Linked DNA regions of Rattus norvegicus: all the other regions are linked to region 3. The links are chromatin contacts, called in public Hi-C maps. All regions are on one chromosome and are shown on one strand. The core of a region is the stretch at or near the end of the contact, and the rest is flanking DNA. Distances in the headings are between cores, read along the strand shown.

The links. Hi-C and Micro-C count contacts between places; a contact is called where the count stands out from the background.
Region 1: a contact with region 3 is called in a Hi-C map of frontal cortex, with 1.7 times the contacts expected there. The contact joins the promoter of Tacc2 here to the promoter of Nsmce4a in region 3. A contact is called at or near these places in 7 of 12 Hi-C or Micro-C datasets (the A7r5 cell line, the Rat2 cell line, frontal cortex and 3 more) and 1 of 1 datasets of contacts at active chromatin or transcription factors (oligodendrocytes).
Region 2: a Hi-C map of frontal cortex shows a contact between it and region 3, with 2.3 times the contacts expected there. The contact joins the enhancer-like site here to the promoter of Nsmce4a in region 3. A contact is called at or near these places in 5 of 12 Hi-C or Micro-C datasets (the A7r5 cell line, the Rat2 cell line, Schwann cells and 2 more) and 1 of 1 datasets of contacts at active chromatin or transcription factors (oligodendrocytes).

What each region holds. Positions count from the first base shown.
Region 1 is chr1:194,682,114-194,686,795 of GRCr8, reverse strand. It overlaps Tacc2 (transforming, acidic coiled-coil containing protein 2), which reads right to left and starts at 1,635. Exons shown (of 17, transcript NM_001415936.1): 1 at 1,262-1,635. The coding sequence starts at 1,329.
Region 2 is chr1:194,747,228-194,751,497 of GRCr8, reverse strand. All of the region lies in intron 13 of Tacc2 (transforming, acidic coiled-coil containing protein 2), which reads right to left. Among named protein-coding and RNA genes, the nearest start is that of Btbd16, 17 kb to the left of the region's middle. Within about 2 kb of position 2,062, at least 15 of the 93 cell types and tissues checked have an H3K27ac peak or open chromatin away from gene starts, as enhancers often do. A contact at or near this core is called in the A7r5 cell line, where this site is marked.
Region 3 is chr1:194,537,382-194,541,967 of GRCr8, reverse strand. It overlaps Nsmce4a (NSE4 homolog A, SMC5-SMC6 complex component), which reads left to right and starts at 2,512. Exons shown (of 4, transcript NM_001106301.1): 1 at 2,512-2,902; 2 at 3,857-3,934. The coding sequence starts at 2,620. LOC134483930 (a long non-coding RNA gene) reads right to left here. Exons shown (of 2, transcript XR_010061141.1): 1 at 4,058-4,586; 2 at 2,251-3,362.

The DNA of each region.
Region 1 (4,682 bases), core at 386-2,885, 150 kb before region 3:
AAATGAGGCTGAAATTTTCCTTTCCTGAGTCCTATAGGGCGGTAGGATATTCCACACACCTCACAATACTGCACCTGAGTGGACAGGACAGACCGGCGCAGGGTTCATACCGTAAAAACTCCCCAACACAATGCACCTCCATTGTAAGATACTGCGTTCTCGAGTTACGGGGATGAAGCCACAGGATGGATACACACCTGGTCCTCAGAATGACTGGCTGTTCAAAAGCCAGAGCCTGGCTCACTCAGCCCCGCATGACATCACCCCATGAGTCCGGCTGGCTGTCACTGATGCCCCCACACTCCCCTCCCATGGGGCCCAATACACAGACACCAAAGCCTGCTAGCTGTAAAGTTACCTACCCAATACTCGTAAGAACCCAGACTGCTCTGCCACCCCCACCCTGCGAGTCTCCAGAAACATTCTCCTCTTTTGGGAAAGGGGAGAAGACATCGGAGGGGACGGGCAGGCCTACTTTGGACAGCAGCAGCCTTACTTGCTGAATTGTGATCTGACAGGCAGACCTAGTGCATAAGCCCCATCCCCCAACCAGCCTGGGTTTGTAATGGAGACAACCTTAACAGAAAGAGCAACTGTAGCAAACACTCCTCAGGATGAAAAGCCACTTCGGAGCACATAAGCACTGTGGTTTGGAGAAAAGATCGGGTTTCTGGATCGATGCATAGTCAGCCTCTGCCTCAACCAATGACAAGGCTGTTTGGCTGTCTTTACTAATAATAGCAGGCGGCCTTGTCCTCTGTGTTAGCAGGAGAGTAGCCCGGTGATGCTTGGACTAGCCCGGCTGAACACGAACGCACTCTGAGCTCCATGCCATCCATCTCTCCTGCCGCGCCAGTTGCTAACCCAGCACTGTTTCCAGCATGCACAATACTCCTAGGAGGAGGCCTTCTCTCCTTGATGCCTCCAGTTCCCTAGCAGGAAATACCAGTGGGGGTAGGAGGGTGGCTGAGGAAAAGATGCAGATAGTGCAGAAGCCCCCACCACGCACCCTGCTGCTGAATAACCAAAACCGAATTCCAGAGGGCTATTTCTCCTCCAGCAGCATCTTGGGGCTACAAGATACTCAGTCCGGCTAAAACACAAAACACTACAAGCAGCAGCCAGCAGGTAAAGCTTTGCAAGGCTTCCAGACCAGCCTAGGCTTCACGCTGCACCACATGGGGGAGAGAAGCACTAACAAAGCCGGGCAGCCTCTCCTCCCCGCGGGGGCTATGGGTGGGCGGCAGAGCACCGCACTTACATGGCCTCAGAAACCTCCAGGTTCAGGTCACTGGCTGGGGCTGGCTGCAGGGACTGCGACCCTCCCATCCTCGCTGAGCCCTGGCGTGCAGGCTAGCCACGAGCAGGGCCAGCGTCCTGGTGCGGTTCCTCCAGCCCGGGGCGGGCCGGCCGGCGGCCGGGGCTGCTGCACTGCAGATGGGAGCAGCTGCTGGCATCCGTGGTGGCGGCGACTGGGAGCAGCAAACGGCTCGAGGCCGGAGCCGGCCCAGGGGGCGAGCACCAAAGCAATGTGCGCGTGCGAGTGCAGCTGGCGGGTGCGCGCCTAGGTGTGTGCGTGAGCGTGGCCGATACGCGTGGAGCTGCCCGAGAGGCGGCACTGTAAGCCCAAGCACTGGCGAGGTCGGAAAGGATCTTCTCTTAAAGCCCCCGGTTCAGCCTGTGTGTAGGGACTTGATGATGTCACCACCACCAAGCGGCCTGACGCCTGCATCTTCACAAAGCTCCAACAACTCCGGAAACTGCTGGGAGGGGGGCGAAGACCCTCCCTCTGCTCACACACTAGGCCGAAGCTTCCCGGTTTAGCCCTAACTGCCAACTAGTTCAGTGTTCTTTTGAGGTGTAAATGTATTACTCATTGGCACTTAAGCGGTCCCCACCACCTCAGCCCCGAGGCGAGGCAAGGCAAGGTGGTCTAGCAATTGATAAAGTTGGGAGCAGGTCCCTTCTCTCTCACTCCCTACCCCCCCACTCCCCCTCCCCCACCCCTAACCCCTAACCGTAGGAGGGCTGCGGAACCAGTAAAACAGGCTGCAGTAGAAATTGAGGACTACACACCTGAACCTTCTTCAGACAGGATGGCTGGGATTAAGACTAAAGTCTGTATCAGGGGCAGCGACCTGGCACAACTTCTAGGCTTCCAGCCCACTAAGGCCAGGCCTCCAAGGACCCTTCATAGTTGAACAACAATGCAGAGTTGGGGCCAGCTGGAGAGAAAGAGCCATAGGGCTGGGTCTGGATTCTGGTCTTTGGCCATGAGATGAATTTTCTACAAAGACAAGCCCTCTTCTATGCACACTGTGCTCCTGAGTCAGGCCCCTCATATATCAAGAATATATAGGGAAAGGTAGCTGTGAGGGACATTGAAAGGCTCACCCCAGATCCTAAACATAGGCAGGCTGGCGTTGATGGAGGGGACACCCAGTGCCAGACCCCATTTCCCTGTTGGGGAGCAGCTCGGAAAGGTCTCCATAGTTGAGCTCTGGGCCTTCTCACTAGAGACTACTTGAAAAGCATTCTATCTCCCTGTAAGTGCCTACAGCCCTCACAGCCCTTTAACTGCAATGGCTTTCTGAGCCCTGAGCGTTTACAACTGAATTCAACCAAAACTACTTACAGGAAAGTGAAAAGACTCTTCTACCTTTTTACAATTCCTCAACAGGAATGGCAGTTAGTACGTAAGAATCATGTGCATTACAGACCCCAAAACAATAATAAGGTGAAGAAAAACCTACCAGTCCATACGATAAAGTCAAAATAAAGCTACTCAACACACTTTAAGATTCCCTCCAACCTACTGACTGCTTCCCAAAAGTGTGGCTAAGAACGTCTGCACAGGCCGGCACATCTGGAATTGCTACTTGCCCACAAGCTACAGAGCTTGAGGACCAGCTGAATTTCCTGGGCTCATATTTCTTCTCTGTGTCAAAACACTACGCCATCAAAATTGCTCCCCGGGAGTCAGTGACACGAAATCTCCAGGAAACACTGAGGTTTCTTTCTGTGTTTAAATGGAGATAGCAAAGGTTGGTGCCAGTCTTGTGGGGAAGGTAACCTCCAGCAGGCAGGGCCTCCCTCCCGGGGAGGCCATCATTCTGCTAACACTACTGTCATCCGGTGGTAAGAATCCTGCAACTTATTTATCCAATCATAGAGGGAGGAGGAGCAGGCTGGGATCCAAAAGAACCTCACAGTGTGTAGTAAAAAGATATTCATTGGCGTTAATATACAGTCTTCCGAGGAAAGGGACCCTTCCCCTGGGCAGTGTGCAGATCTCCGTTAGGTTACTTACACACTGGGAAAAAATGGGGGAAATGAGAAAGAGGGTCCCAGCCCCCAGCCTGAACTAACTCCATTGTGTCCACTGGCTCTAGTTTGCCTCTTTAACTTTCTGCTTCTAGAAATTTCTACAATAGCCCTGGACCGACCGATAAACATCTTTACGACGAAGGACCAACAGAGAGGACCTCCAAGCACGGGCAAGACTTGCAGGACATATCCCTCTCCGAAGGATAGTGAGGCTTCAAAAGGAACAGGGGGGAACTGCTTCATGGGACCCAGACTGTCCCCCCTCAAAGGGGGTTGGAAATTACCTCATGGGACCCAGACTGCCCCCCCCCACAAGGGACAACAATGACAGTAACATGTTTGGAGCCCCAGGCAGAAGCAGACTGAGATAATGGCCTCCTGGCCTGACCAGGATCACAGGCTGGTTCTCTCAGTGAAGCAAACCTAGTCTTCCTCTTCTTCTGCCCACTCCCTGCCTGTTAGCATTCTGTCTAGGCTCCACCCCACAGTTACCTGACAACATCCAGGTATGCCTGACTCACTATAAGAGGAGCTGCTTTCCCCCTCCCCTCTCTCTCTTGCCTTCTGGCTCCTGCTCTGTCCTCTTGTCCCTTCCCCCTCTCTTCCCATTCCCCTCCCCCCTCACTCCATATGCTCACCCCCTGCCTCTATTCCTCTTCTCTCTCTCTGCCTTTCTCTGCCTCTACCCTCTCAACTCCCCTCCCCATCCCCTGAATAAACTCTATTCTATACTATGTGTTCTATACTAGTGTTCTATACTATTCTATATTATGGGCCTGGTGGGGGGAAGGGATGCCTCAGCATGGGCCCAAGGAGGAACCCCCTTCCCCCACACCCGATTACATATCCACCAAAACATATTCCTTCTCTACTTTTTATAAAACACAACATTATCTCCCTTTTTTCTCCTTATAAAATATCAGAGTTTCTGCCAGCCACTGAAGACAGGCTTGGAGTCACTGAATCCTTTATCTGCTTCCCCACACGGCCACACTCAACTCTGCCTTCACCAAACCTTACCTCTCACTGGTGGGCTGGGACTCCCAGAGCTAAGGTGACAGGGTCACAACCAGAGCCTGTTGGGGTTGCTTTGTGCCTGGCAGGCAGGGTCACAGGCTGTCAGGATGTCTTTACCCTTGTAAGTAGGAGGTTTCTGCCAAAAGTGAACACTCTGAAGTGAAACCCATTGGCTATGTGCCCTTGAACCAAATGCCTAAGCACACAGCACCCAAGTACTAGCTGACTGAGAAAAACGGACATGCTGCTCTAGAAGGGTATTGGGAAATGAAGCTAAGTACAATCCATGAACTGTTGGGACCAGGCCCTCCTTTCTAAGGACCATGTTACCTGAGCAG
Region 2 (4,270 bases), core at 813-3,312, 210 kb before region 3:
AATTACTACTGTATTTTCTGGGAAAATGAGATTATAGGGTGCTGTGGCCAGGGCCCTGGAGGGCCCTTTCCAAAATGGAATCAAGATAGACTAGACACTAGAAGAAAGAGGTTTCTTTATCCCTAAAACATTCCTGAAATTCTATTCATAACAATACTGACTTCTTGGTTGTACAAAGTACCACACCCCAGGAAAACCGCAAAGGTCGTTTTGCAGTAAGGCAATGCAGTTCTTCGGGCTTAGTTGAGAATGCTAGTACTAATGCTCTGCTCTCAGCCATGTCTGACCCTCTCCCATCCCACACTGAACTCGGATGTCTCTGCACTGCAGGACAAACTCTCTCTAACACAAAGACAGCCCTACCCTTACTTCAGGGACCACACTCTAAGCTGGTTGCCAACAGAGTAGGCAAGGTACCCTTGCCTCTCCAGGTGACAGTGGATTCAATGACATCTACTACCCCCATCCTCAGAACCAAGAGCTCCTGGGGACAGTATACAGCCCAGCAGATCTTTGTCACTCACAGCTCACACGGGAGGGTATTTATTGCCCAGGACTGGCTTAGAGCTGGATACGATGAGGGAAACCACATCTGGAACTTCTAACAACAGCGATGGCAAGGGCAGCCTCCAGCCGTGATGGCAAGGTAAGTCTCTGCTCACAGAGACCTCCGCTCATTAAGAATAAAATCCAGGCTGCACCCCACACACTTGGTGCAGCCCTGACAGCCCCTGCCCCAGCACTCAGGAGCCTTCAGAAACCTCCAAGTTACATGTCTGATCCCCCATCGCTTCCTCTCTAAATGTCAAAGAGCGTGTGTACATGCGGGGGAGTGCGCGCACGCACATGACCAGGCTACTTGTGGATTCTGGTTCTGCTATACTCTCCACATCCCAGGCTTCGGACGCAGGATTCCTGCTGCCATGCTGCTCCTATGATGGCAATCTGGTCAGGTTGATTAGACTGAGCAATGTGTAAATTAGGACAGTCTATGTTGGGTGTGCCTGTGAGGGCATCTTCAGGACAGGTAGGTCATGAGGACCGTGACCTTGTAAACGTGTTCATATTATGATGATGGAACTGAGCGGTGGCAGAGAGGAGGAGGTAGGAGCTGGCTAGAAGAAGTAGGTCACTGGGACCAAACCCTTTGCCCTAGCTTCTCCCCCTTCTCTGCTTCCTGCCTGTCAAAATACGAACCCCATGCCCTCACCACCAGGGTGGACGGACTGTTCTGAAACTGTCAGGCAAACACCAAACTCTTCCCTTTGGGTGAGTCTGTCAAGTGTTTGGGGAAAGCAATGACAGAAGTAACCTGGCCACTCTCCCCAGGCTGGCTGAGGGCTGGTCAGATTTGCTGCTCTGCTCTGGGCACACAAAACTCCGCCACACAAGTAGTGCTGATATGTGGTCTGTGCACTGCATGAACAAGGGCGGCCCGAAGGGTTTCCTATCCCCTTCACAGAAGGTGAAAGAGGGTTTGAATGGTGAAGGCTTTTGTTCACTGAGGGGACAGCACAGCCCGGGCGCAGCCCCAGAGACAAAAAAAAAAAAAAAAGCAAAAAGCACAGCCACGACCAAATCCCTCTCCAGCCTCCCGTGATGATGGACAGTTCCCACTAGGAACAGCCAGAGGTATTGATTTGGGTTGTTTTTCCTTGTTTTCTGATAGACCACCCTCTTGCTGTATCTTAACTTCAGTGTATCATTATTGTGTGGCACGGTGGGGATCACAGTCTGAATTTTACTCCAAGCCTGACAGAGACAGGTGAGAAAGCCCTGGAATTGTGTGGTCCCAAGGCCTGTGTACCAATCGAGGCAGCGGTCAGATGTGAGCACGCATTAGAAGCAGCTGGAGGACTACTCAGACAGACTCAAGTTCCTCCTCCCTTTTAACTCAGCAGGTCAGGCTGGGGCTGGAATCTACAAGTACCAAGCTCCCTGGAGACTTAGAGCTGACCCAGGACCCTGCCTGGAAAACCACTGGCCTAGGAGATGCCAAACGGCCCTCCATCCCGCCTCTACGATCCCAGGGTTCTTCGTGTTCCCAGCAGCTGCCAGAAGTCACCAAGCGCAGTGGCTCCGGCATCTGACAAGTCAGCCTGGAATCTCAACTCTCACACTTGTACGACCTTGGGCAGTGTTCCTAAACTCACTGTGTCTCCTCACCAAAAGCAGAGGATGGTAGTGCTTCTAGACCATAGCATTTGAGGGATTTAAAAAAAAAAGAGAGAGAGAGAGAGAGAGAGAGAGAGAGAGAGAAAGAATGAATAGAAAGTGCCTGGCGCCCAGGGACAGCCTGGAATCTGACCTGTTGTCAACATCATCACTGTGCATAGAAGCTCTTAACATCACCCCTGACTCGGTGGGACAGCGTTTCAATGACTCACTAAGAGCTGCCTTCTAAATACAGAGAACTTTTTAATACAAGCAATCTACCTGCTACGCCTACACTCCCAAAAGAGAGGGCACTGGCAAGTTTCCATAGATGTTATTAACCGAATTTTAGCCATTTCCTTTGTTCCCAGCATGCTGTACGATGTACATTCTGGGCTGATCTGTGGTCACGTATACATTTCACCAGACAGGCTGAAGGAGCCATTTATCACAGAGTCCATCTGATTTCCTGCATCTAAGATGTCCCCTAGCCCAAGCTTTCTGTCACTTTTAAAAATAGAACTGCCCGGTTCCCAGGAGAGCCAGGCAGCGGCAAGTCTCCACAAATCTTCTTACTCGTGACCAACAAAGCTAGGCTCTTAAATTCAGGAAATCAGCCTCAGCCCCCAGACACGACACTCTGGACTCGCAACCCTGATGGGGCTTTCTGACGTTTGCAGGCAAACCACTATTAAACTGGAGGGGGATGCGACAAGTACACAAAAGCAAAAATAACCAAGCCAGAAAAACAAAACACAAGCAAGGGGCTGCAATGGGTAGGTGTCAGATTGAGTGGGGGGTGGGGAGCGTTTACTTACCAGGCTTGCCTGTTTGTTTTGCAAGCAAAGGGCAAGGAGCAACAGAAAAACGGAAGCAAAACAGAGAATCAGGGCAGTTGTTAGAAAAGCGGAAACGAACAAACAAAAAATCGCAACAATCTGGAATGCAGAAAGCACAGGGGATCCCTCTCATCCTCCTTCCAAGGAACCAGGTACTGAGTTTTAGTAAGGCACACTTTCTTCAGAGGAGCTGCTGAGGAGGGATGATGAAGTGTGGAGCACCTGAAAGCTACACCAGAGGGAAGAGCTAGCATGGGTCGGCTGGACCAGGCTCTACCTCAAAGCACGTCCACATTCACTCTGGTCTGCAGGCTCTCAGGCCTGGGCTCTCCTGGCTGGACAGGCGGAATGAAACAGGGATGGAAATGTGGAATCCAGATGAGGCCATGGGCTTGTTTCCATACATGAGGAGACTCCCTTTCCTACGGCGGGCGGGTCTACCCGCCTTCCCAGTCATGTCTCAGGTTGTCTATGCAGACCCTGAACTGTCTAGTGGCCTCACCCAGTGATCCTCCGTAGCAACTGACATCACAATTCTTCTGGTTAGAAAAGCTTTGGAAAATCTGATGAGCAAGAGGCTGGTGAGTAAGGCTCAAGGCTACACACACAGTAGGGATGCTATCCAAGCAATGGAGGATGTGCTCAGCCGGGGGTGGTGCAGTAGTCTCATTGAGCCATCCCGGGGGGGTTCTCTTGTGCACAGAAAACTGTTCAGGGCCCGAGTAAGAAATGCACCATCCTCTGATACCCACTCTGATTGTCCAAGATTAAAATGTTCGAACTGCCATCAGCTGCACTTTACCTCAGAAGCAGGAATCAGCATTTAGTACCTTCTGTATCACCATAATGGCAGGCTCCCCTGAGAGGTCAGCCAGAGAGGCCTGCATGCTTAGAGCCTACCAGGGGGAACTCTTGCTTCTAGCTGTGAGCTACAAGCTGGTTGTGGCAGCCTTCCCTCAGGCCTTTCTCCCTCAACACCACACCAGCATCTGCCAGTGTCATATCCCAAGACACCACGAGGCAACCCTTTCCACACTAAGACAAGCGTGTCTCCTCTCCAGCTCTTTTGCCGGCTCTTAGAATCCCCAGCGTGTTGAAGTTTTTATCTCATCCATAAGCTGGTGCGTTTTGTTCCGATGTGATGCATCTTCCGTGGGATCAATGTGTCTGAATGTGCCTCAGGAGCTTGAGGTAAACCAGTCCTCAGTAACATAAGCCACAGTTAACACCCCTGAGAGGGCCAGCCATTCAAACATTAGCCCTGTCGCTACTGCAAA
Region 3 (4,586 bases), core at 1,263-3,762:
AGGTAAACAAGGAGCTACATTGATGATAATAGAAACCAGACTTCTCACTGTTGAGGAGGAATTTATAAATATAAAACCAGAATGTATCAGCCAGGGCTCTCTAGAGACACAGAACCAACACCATTTACATAAATACGAAGGAGGAGTTTTATTATCTGCCTGGCCTCTTGAAGTCAGGGAAGCCAAGAACCCTCTCAACCAACACGTGGTCTGGAGAGCGAATTTAAGTGTCTGAAAGCTGACGAACCAGGGCTGCTGGTGCTGTACCTCCTAGTCCAGGGTCCAGGGCAGGAGAATGGGTGATGAGGACAGCGCAGTCCTGGTCTGGAACCTGGAACCAGGAGTCCCATGTCTGAGTGCAGAAATAGATGTCCTTGCTCAAGGTGAAAGATAGAAGGTTCTCTTGGTCTCCGCCCCTTTCCTCCATTTGACTAGGTCCTCCTGAGTTGGATGGTGCCTAGCTAGGATTCTGAGGGCAGCACTTCTTTAGGACAGACTCACCTACAAATAACATTTTTGCCAGTGTTCTGGGCATCCCTTATCAAAGTTATCATGTAAGTAAGTGGCATAAAGTTCATCATCATAGGGTGGAGAAAAACCCCCTGGAGTGCTGCATTAGACCCAGAGACATTGCTATAAGCTTGTGTTTTATTTCTTCTTCTTCTTCTTTTTTTTTTTTTTCCGGAGCTGAGGACAAAATGTGTAGCCCAGGTTGACCTTGAACTCGTGATCCTCCTGCCTCTGCTTCCTTCAGCAAATCCTACTGGCATGCGCCACCACAACCGGCATGTTTTATTTCTTAAAGAGATTTGCTATGTGTGAGCATTTGTTATGAGCATCCGTGTGCCTGGTGATGTTACATGCATCACATATGTGTGGGAGTCCAGAGAAGGTATTGGATCTTCTAGAACTCTTGTTCTAGGCATCTGTGTGCAACTATATGGATACTGAGGACTGAAGCTAGTTCCTCTGTAAGAGCAATAAGTGCTCTTAACTGCTCAACCATCTCTTCACGTTTTATTTCTGCTCAGAAGTCAATATTAATATAGAGAACAGTGGATTTTATTAATCACATTCACCCTTTTCTTCCCCATATACTCTTCAGTGATTTCAATGCAAATTTGTGTTTTAAATCTACCCAGCAATATTATATATGTGTGTGTGTGTGTGTGTGTGTGTGTGTGTGTTCATGCACACCTTCCTACCTTGTTTCTTCAGAGGCTCAAGAGGCAATGATTTTTTTTTTAGATTTATTTATTATATATGAGTGCAGTGTAACTGTCTTCAGACACACCGGAAGAGGGAATCAGATCTCACTTACAGATGGTTGTGAGCCACCAATGTGGTTGCTGGGATTTGAACTCAGGACCTCTGGAAGAGCAGTCAGTGCTCTTAACCACTGAGCTGTCTCTCCAGCTCAAGCAATAGTATTTCAATAGCAATGAGCTTACTAGGCTTTAGATCTTGGTTTCAAAATCCACTCAGTCCTTGGGAGGTGGTCAGATTCAGGAGGATCAGGAACTCAACATTTTCTTCAGCTACACGGTCAGTTTGAGGCCAGCCTGGGTTACATGAAATCCTATGTGAGAGGGAGGGATGGAGGAAGGGGGTGGGGAAGTGGGAGGGTAGATTACCTCAGGATCCCTAAGGTGCATAAAAACTGGTGCCTTGGCAGTGTGGAGCTATAATCCCACTGCGGTGGAGGTGAAGACAGGAAAATCCCTGGGTCTTGCTGGCTATCTAAGTCCTGTCAAAACGATGAATTTCAGGTTCAGCTAGAGACAACGTATGGTAAAAAATGTGGAGAGTGGGCTGGAGAGATGGTTCAGAGGTTAAGAGCACTCGTTGCTCTCACAGGAGTACGGTTCCATTGCCATCATCCACTGGGAAGCTCACAGACCCTTCTTTAATGCTGGTTCCAGAGGGGGTTTGCACGTCCTATTCTGACATTTGAGGGCACTGAATGTATTTGGTATAAAATGTGCACGCAAATAAAACACGTATACACGAACAACAAATCTTTAAAAATTCGTGGAACTGAGAGAGGAAGATCCCCCTGAAGCCAACTTCCGGTCTGCACCCGCAGATGCACACTTGTGCATGTGTATCTTTGCACAGAGCACGCACACACACAAGCACATGGAATGAAAAGTATACATGTATCTTTGAAACCATATTGCATATAATTATCTTTCTCAGATCTGTTATAGGGTATTTGTAGTTAGTGAATCAGCTGTGAACATGCCGCAGTGGTGCAGATATCTAGGATGCTTAACTGTTTATTATGATACAGCCAAGGAACTCTGTTTTGTTTGCCGTGTCCTCCCCAAGGCCAGAGGATCCAACGAGACAATGGGAAGATGTATGGCTAAGTGGGGGTGGGCATTAGGACCAGAGATCCAAAGTCCAACGTCTCTTGCTTGCAGTGTGGAGTAAGCCAGTGCCAGGCTCATACACAGCCAACCCCGCCGCCGACCTCCAGGCCACAGGCGTCGCTGTGCTCTCGCGCGCCAGCCGGGGAGCTGCGTTGCGCCTGGAGCCGGCGCTCGAGCCCAGCCGGGGGTTTCAGTTTCTGGCGCGAACTTCCGCCGCTCCGAAGTTGCAAGGCGAATTGGCGCGATGTCTGGGGACAGCAGCGGCCGCCGGTCTGAGGGCCGGGGCCGGGGCCGCGACCCGCACCGGGATCGCACCCGTTCCCGTTCCCGCTCGCGGTCCCCGCTGGCCCGCCGCGGCGCTGCGCCGGAGCGCAGGGAGGCAGCGGAGCGCCCGAGCTTGGAGGACACCGAGCCGTCTGATTCAGGCGACGAGCTGATGGACCCGGCCTGCTTGGAGGCCGAGTACGACCAGGGCCTGTGCCGCCAGATCCGCCATCAGTACCGCGCTCTCATCAACTCCGTCCAACGTAAGGTGGCGCTTTGGGGCTGCGCGGGCCAGCGGCGTTCCGTGGCTGGGGAGGGCCGCGAAGGTGCGGGCGCTGGCCGGTCTGCGCGGGCTCGCGGCGGCGCGCCTTCGCTTGTTTATTAAGTGCACCCTAGGCGACCTTGGCGTTGGGCGCCGCCAAGCTCTGTTGCTGGCTGGAAAAGCGGGAGATCAGACCTGATGATGACTTGCTTGAGCTCAGCCAGCCAGTAGGGAAGGCAAGCAAATAACACCAGGTGCTTTTTGTTCAACCTAGCTTGCTCCTTGTGGGCCCCTGAGGTTGGAATTGCTAAGATGCACATTTCCCCGCCCAGCTCAGATGCACTGAATCAGAGATGCTGAGTAGGCCCAAGCGTTTGTTGTGTGGCTCTTCAGGTGGGCCTTGAGAAGTTGACAATCACTTCTTAATCGAGCCCTTGTATTGGGGCGCAGAAGAGTCATCCCTTTGGAGTAAGATTACATACGGGAAGCCAGTGTTAACTGTCAAGAGATCAAGTTTTGGGGTCTGGGGAGATGACTGAGTCTCGGCAAACCATAATAACCTTAGTTAGATCCCCAGGAGCCCCCTAAAGTGTCCCCTAAGAATAGTGGTGCAAACGTGCATCCTCAGCTGTGGGGAAGCAGAGTCCATGGGTCCCTCTGGCCAGCCCACCCAGCCTTCTTGGCTAGTTCCAGGTTAGTGAGACCCTGTCTCAAAAGGCAAAGATAATGGTACGCTGAGGGAACTACATCTAGGGTTGTCCCCAGGCCTTTTGCACACACAAAAGCCGCTTGAAACAGTAGCATTAAAGCCTCTTTCTGTAAAAGATAAAGCCTCTTTCTGTTAAAGAGATTAAGACATTCTAATCATTACCCAGGAAGTAGGAGCGGGACTGTAAGCGGCTACTTATTAGCGAAGGATGTGCACGGTCCCCTAAGTTTGTGTTCTTTTAAATAGAAAACCGGGAGGACATACTGAATGCTGGTGACAAACTAACAGAGGTCCTCGAAGAAGCCAACACTCTGTTTAATGAAGGTAATTTCATGATTTTTAAATCCGTAGATTGTTGTCATTACACGATTCCCATTTACTCGGGCACTCAACAGACCCAGTGCCTTTTTCATTGTAGCAACAATACTACTCTCACTGTGCACTTACCATTTGGCCCAGCATATACTTTAGGGTTCTTCACGGGTTCCTGGGAGGCAGGGAGGAGTAGTACAATCTGTTTTAAGAAGCCTCTTCGGTTGGGGATTTAGCTCAGTGGTAGAGCGCCTGCCTAGCAAGCGCAAGGCCCTACCTGGGTTCGGTCCCCAGCTCCGGAAAAAAAAAGGGAAAAAAAAAAAAAAAAAAAAAGAAGCCTCTTCCATGAGCTGAGCAGTGGTGGCACATATCTTTAATCCCAGCACTGGGGAGGAAGAGGCAGGTGGATCTCTGAGTTCAAGGCCAGCCTGGTCTACAGTGCCAGTTCCTGTGCGTCTACAGCTAGCTACATAGAGAAACCCTATCTCAAAGACAAAAAAAAAAAAAAAAAAAAAAAAAAAAAAGAAAGAAAGCCTCTTCCTGAGATTCTCTTGCTGGCTGGAATTTGAGAGCTTCACTTGTATGTTCCATTAATCAGATAGATGAAGAAGAGAAGAATGCAGCTAGATCCTCAGAGATCCTCTTACTCTTCCTGTCCTGGTCT